Regions from separate parts of the Sus scrofa genome. Here region 2 is linked to region 1. The links are chromatin contacts, called in public HiChIP or PLAC-seq maps. All regions are on one chromosome and are shown on one strand. Each heading gives the region's core, a stretch centred on a gene start, on an enhancer-like site or on the middle of the called end of the contact. The rest is flanking DNA. Distances are from core to core; before and after follow the strand shown.

The links. HiChIP or PLAC-seq counts read pairs in DNA pulled down with a chosen protein or histone mark.
Region 2: a contact with region 1 is called in an H3K27ac HiChIP or PLAC-seq map of alveolar macrophages. The contact joins the promoter of FJX1 here to the enhancer-like site in region 1. A contact is called at or near these places in 1 of 5 promoter capture datasets (liver), 16 of 47 Hi-C or Micro-C datasets (embryonic fibroblasts, epiblast stem cells, fetal liver and 9 more) and 2 of 2 datasets of contacts at active chromatin or transcription factors (alveolar macrophages and skeletal muscle).

Annotation. Positions count from the first base shown.
Region 1 is chr2:25,264,057-25,266,756 of Sscrofa11.1, reverse strand. The region is part of intron 1 of LOC102157601 (a long non-coding RNA gene); the gene reads left to right. Among named protein-coding and RNA genes, the nearest start is that of LDLRAD3, 110 kb to the right of the region's middle. Within about 2 kb of position 1,321, at least 10 of the 83 cell types and tissues checked have an H3K27ac peak or open chromatin away from gene starts, as enhancers often do. A contact at or near this core is called in alveolar macrophages, liver, retroperitoneal adipose tissue and 1 more, where this site is marked.
Region 2 is chr2:25,422,143-25,424,842 of Sscrofa11.1, reverse strand. It overlaps FJX1 (four-jointed box protein 1), which reads left to right and starts at 1,294. Exons shown (of 1, transcript XM_003353898.4): 1 at 1,294-2,700. The coding sequence starts at 1,936. It also overlaps a transcript of PAMR1 not described here.

The DNA of each region.
Region 1 (2,700 bases), core at 72-2,571:
CTTCCACTGAAGAGAACATACATAAGGGGTGGATCCATCCCCTCACCCTCTCAGCTCCAAACCCTCACACAATGTCTGATTTCAGAAAAAATATCGCGATTTCCTCATGGGAGGGAACAGAATAGGAAAAACAAAATCTCCACTCATGGCAACTTATTTTTTTCCCTTCTGAGGTAACTGGCGTTAGATAGTTGTAACATAGGATGTAAATGATTTTGTGTGTGGTGTTGGGGAAGAGGCGGGTCTCTGAAGGGTAGACAGACCTAAGAGTGATGGAATGAAGTGAAAAGTAAAATGTAGCCTAAATTGTTCAGGAGAGACTGTTCACATTATAAACCGCTTACCCCCCGTGTTGCATCTCCAGGGCATAGAGCAAGGTGTGGTCTTTTGTCCTTGGAAAATGGAATGAGCTTTCTCCTGATAACTGGGTTTTAGTAGCAGGCAGACTTGGTTCTAGTACTGGCTCTGTCCTTAACTAACTGGACCTACGGGGCTTAGTAGCACGCGTGACACATAGGAGGAACTTAGTGGTAGCTTGTGACTACCGTGTGATGACCATCACTCATCAAAACGGAGTCCTCTTTGGGCTGTTGATCCTCCCCAAGGCTACTTCTTTGCCCTTTCTGCCACACCCATCCAGTTACACTTCCATGTTAATTATAAGTATCTCAAATTATATGTATTTATTTGTTCATGTAGTTATTGTCTGTACCTCTTTGAAGCTTGTATTGTTTGTTCAATGCTGTATTATCAATGCTGATAAAATTGCCTGACACGAAATAGATGTTCAGAAATATTTGTGGACTTGCTAACTGACATCTTGCTGGCATTTGTATCCAGAGTTACTCCAAATATTACATCTTGATGCAGAAACCTGAGAAACACTTTTAGCGACATTTACCCCAGCATGAGCGTCCACGTGGTGCCACCAAAAGGTATCTGCTCTTCCCAGGAGAAGAAGAGAGTTAGGAGTGCCAGCCCTGCTCTGCCACCAATAAGCTGTACAGAGTTTGGCAGGTAGCTTCCCTCTCAAATACTCATAAAATGAGGAGCAAGAGTCAACTAGATGGAAGGGTCTCTCTGCCTCTTCCACTCTTAGATCTTAGCGTAGGAAGAAGTGACAGTGGGAAGGGAAAAATGCTTTCTCTAAGAATCCCAGCTCTTCTTCCTGTGTGTGTGTGTGTGTGTGTGTCCCATGTACGTGCTTGTGTATGAGAGAGAGAGAGAACATGAGAACTGGGGCTGGCCAGGAGAACGAGGCCAGTTATGGAGAGGGACATCTTGCCAAATGCTTTGGACTGCGTATTCCAATTCCCCCTAGACTCACGTATTAAAATCCTAACCCCAGGGTGATGGTATGAGGCAGCAGGGCCTTTGTGGAGCAGTTAGGTCACGAGCATGGATCTCTTCTGTGAGGAAACAGTGAGGAGTCAGCAGTTTGCAACCCCCAAGAGGGCTCTCCCCAGAACCTGACCAGGATCTCAGACTGCCCGCCTCCAGACCTGGGAGATACAGATTCTTGCTGATGGACCATCCAGTGTCTGGTACTTTGTTATGGCAGCCCAGGCACACTGACACCAGATGTGCATAAGCCATGATAGAATATATTGGAGTCAAGTAAATGGAGTGGCGAGGGGGCTAAACAAAGCTGAACAGATTTCTTTCCTTTAGGACTTCTTGGACCTTGTAATATGTTCAGTTGCATTGTGGAACTTCAAGAAGGGGCTACGACATGGTTTTCTGGTGTTCCAGCTAACAATTTTAGGAAACACTGATTTAGGGATGAGTGTGATGGACCCCATTTAACTAGTGAAAAAAAAAACTGAGGCCCAGAGAGATTACATGATTTGCCTGAGGTCCTGTAGCTTTTGGGAAACCTGAGTTCTTATCCATGTTTGGCTACCATCTCCTAGAAAAGAGAGTATGTTTACTGGCCTAAGAGCTCACATTAGAACATTCTAAGAGACACCCCAGGATTCCTTCTTTGATACGAAAAGGAAGCATTGCATAGGCCAGAGTTCTTAGGCTCAGGCCTTCACAAACAGCATTAAGCATAATGCACGCTGCCTTATCAGAGTGTATCTAGAACCAGGCTATGGTTTTCTCTCATTGGTTTCCCTCTTTCTCGTTAGTTCTATGTATCTGTTTGTCTGTCTCCCTGCCTGTCTGCCTGCCTGCCTGCCTATCTCTCCCTCTCCCTCTCCCTCTCCCTCTCCCTCTCCCTCTCCCTCTCCCTCTCTCTCTCTCTCTCTCTCTCTCTCTCTCTCTCTCTCTCTCTCTCTCTCTCTCTATCTAGTTCTCTCTTCCCCTGGTACTCTGAGGTTCTCTCTCTCGGTCTCCCAGTTTGAAGGTGCTCAGTTCGTCTTGTGCATTGACCCATCTCTTTATTCCAGCTTAATGGATACATTTGTTTTCTGGACCAGGCCATTAAAAGGGGCATTTGTGTCTGGCCTCCAACAGCATTAACAGTGGACCATTCTCAAGTGCCTCACCTGGCACTTTAGCTTTGAACCTTCATGTGCACTCATGGGGGTATCAGTGTGGCAGGTAACAGCACAGGGGTGGGAGATGCCAGTGAGTGTGTGTGTACGCACACACGCACACAGGTGCTTAGGCGCATGCACAATGCCAGAGGGAAGTGTGCACACGTCAGGAAGAATAATGACTTGGCACCCCTCCAAACTGCTGCTCTTTAAATGT
Region 2 (2,700 bases), core at 45-2,544, 160 kb before region 1:
ATAGTAATATCATCAGGTAATATGTATAAAATGGCATGGTACTGCCACCGTGGGGTGCAGAAGAGATTCAGCAAAGACCCAACACTTCAGTCACTATGGAAACACTTGACACTACACTGGATCAGCACTGGAAGGCCCCAGGTGTGGTCCTTGGACCCTCTTAGTCACAAACTTTAGAGTATCTGCCCTCTAACTCTAGAATATTCATTCTTTGGAGCATAAATATAATCAAGGCCAGGTCATGAGCTGTTGCAGTGAAAACCCCCATTTGTATCTGATGGGGGATAAAAAGAAAGAAAAGAAACACATGAAAGGAAACAGATTTCAAACTCCTGCTTTCAGAGGTGGATTCCACCCCCATCCCCCCCAAACTTGTGTCTTACCTGAGAATCTTGATTTGGATCTGGGACACAGGCTCATTCAGGGAAGTGAGAGGGAGAGCCGATTCTTATCCAAGAGCTCTCTAGGAGGACTGAATGCAAAAGTGGCTGGAAGACAATATGGTTTGTTTTGTTTTGTTTTTTTATTCTTTACTTTTTTGCTCCTCCACCCCCTCCTCCAACCACTTCTTCCCTTAAACCATTAAACTATGAAGTCAAATGCAATATGGTGGATTTTTTTTTTCATTTGTTGAATTGAAAATCCTATTTGAGGAATATAGTGACTAGCTAAATGACAATGGTCTTTTAAAAAAGGAGAATGCTAACAACTTGATAAAGATAGTGAACTTTCTCCCTAGAGGGAAAATCAAGTGGCATGCTGCCCAGAGACCTCAGTTTGAATTTTAGTTTCTCCACTTGCTACCTCTGGGATCTTGAGTTCGCCTATCCCTTCTCTGCCTCAGTTTCCTCCTGGGCAAAAGAGGACCATTTCATTGGAGAAATGGTCTCCGAAGCCCCTTCTCCTGCATCAGATCTGATCCTCGGTAACAAAGCTCTCTGGGGCAACCGGTACATCTCCCTAGAATGTGAGCTTCGTAAGCACGGGGACCGCATCTCCGCATTTTACTGCTCTCTGACCAGAACTGAGGACAGATACTTTGTTGAACACCTGCCTAGGTGTTTGGGCACAGCAAAGTTTAATTCCCAGTGAGTCCCTCGGGAAAGGCGGAGCTACCAACCTCAAAGCGCACAGCCCTCAGGGACCAGTGTGGTGAGCGCGCTCAGGAAAGGGGGTGTCGGTTCAAAGTTGTTTGCTACAGATGGTTCTCCTAACCGGGCTGGAGTCATATCCTCTGTGGCTCGGAGAGATTCCCAGGGATTTACATAAGGCAGGGTGAATCACCGTCTGCAACGGAGAAGGCAAAGGGACCCGCCCCAATCCACGCCGGGCGGCGCGGAGAGAGCGGTGGGGGTTAGTCTGAACTTTGCTGGAGGACGGGAGCTTCCCTAGTGCAGGGACTCCGCGACCACTCTAACCCCCGCGAGAGCCAGAGGCGCGTAGCTCCCACCCCGCGTGACTTCAGCTCGGTGCTGCCGGCTCCGACGCCCCCACGCGGGCGCCGCCAACCCGGCTTCCTGCTCCTGGCCCCTAAGTCCCTGAGTGAGTGTGGGACCGCTTCTCCCGCTTGGAAAGAGCCATCGCCGCTTTAAGGGGAAGAGAAGAGGAAGGGGCGGGGGAGTGAAGGGGGGCGGGGAGCGGCGGAGGAGGAGGGGGAGGGGGATCCCCCCTCGCTCCCACGTGGTCCGGGCGCCTGTGAATCGCGCCCGCCGGAGGGTCTCACAGCGAAATACAAAAGCAGCTGGGAAGCGGCAGCGAGGCTAGTTCTCAGCGCCGGGCAGAGCGCCGGCTAGTCTCGCAGCGCCCCGCTGCAGCGATGGAGCTGAGGCGCCCGGAGCCCCGGAGCCAACGAGCTGCCGGGCCCGCCTCGCCGCCGAGACCCGGGCGCCGGGGCTTGGCTTGAAGCGGCGGCGGCACCGGCCCGGCCGGGGAAGCATGGGCTGGAGGATGCGGGGCGCCGCCGCCACCGCGGGGCTCTGGCTACTGGCGCTGGGCTCGCTGCTAGCGCTGTGGGGCGGGCTCCTGCCGCCGCGGACCGAGCTGCCCGCCTCTCAGACGCCCAAAGACCGACTCCCTCGGCGCCCGGCCCGGAGCGGAGGCCGGGAGCCAGCGCCTCGCTTCCCTCTGCCCCCGCCCCTGGCGCGGGACGCCCGCGGCGGCTCCCTGAAAACTTTCCGGGTTCTGCTCACCTTGGCGGCGAGCTCTGACGGCCCGCCCGGGCAGCCCCCGGGTGAGCGCAGGCGGCACGTGCCAACCGGACGGTCCTGGCCGGAGGAACGCGCCGCGGTGCACGGGGGCGTCTTCTGGAGCCGCGGCCTGGAGGAGCAGGTGCCCCCGGGCTTCTCCGAGGCCCAGGCGGCGGCGTGGCTGGAGGCGGCGCGCAGCGCCCGGGTGGTGGCCCTGGAGCGCGGGGGTTGCGGGCGCAGCTCCAACCGGCTGGCTCGCTTCGCCGACGGCACCCGCGCCTGCGTGCGCTACGGCATCAACCCGGAGCAGATACAGGGCGAGGCCCTGTCTTACTACCTGGCACGCCTGCTGGGCCTCCAGCGCCACGTGCCGCCGCTGGCACTGGCTCGGGTGGAAGCTCGGGGCGCGCAGTGGGCTCAGGTGCAGGAAGAGCTTCGTGCCGCTCACTGGACCGAGGGCAGCGTAGTAAGCCTGACTCGGTGGCTGCCCAACCTCACTGACGTGGTGGTGCCC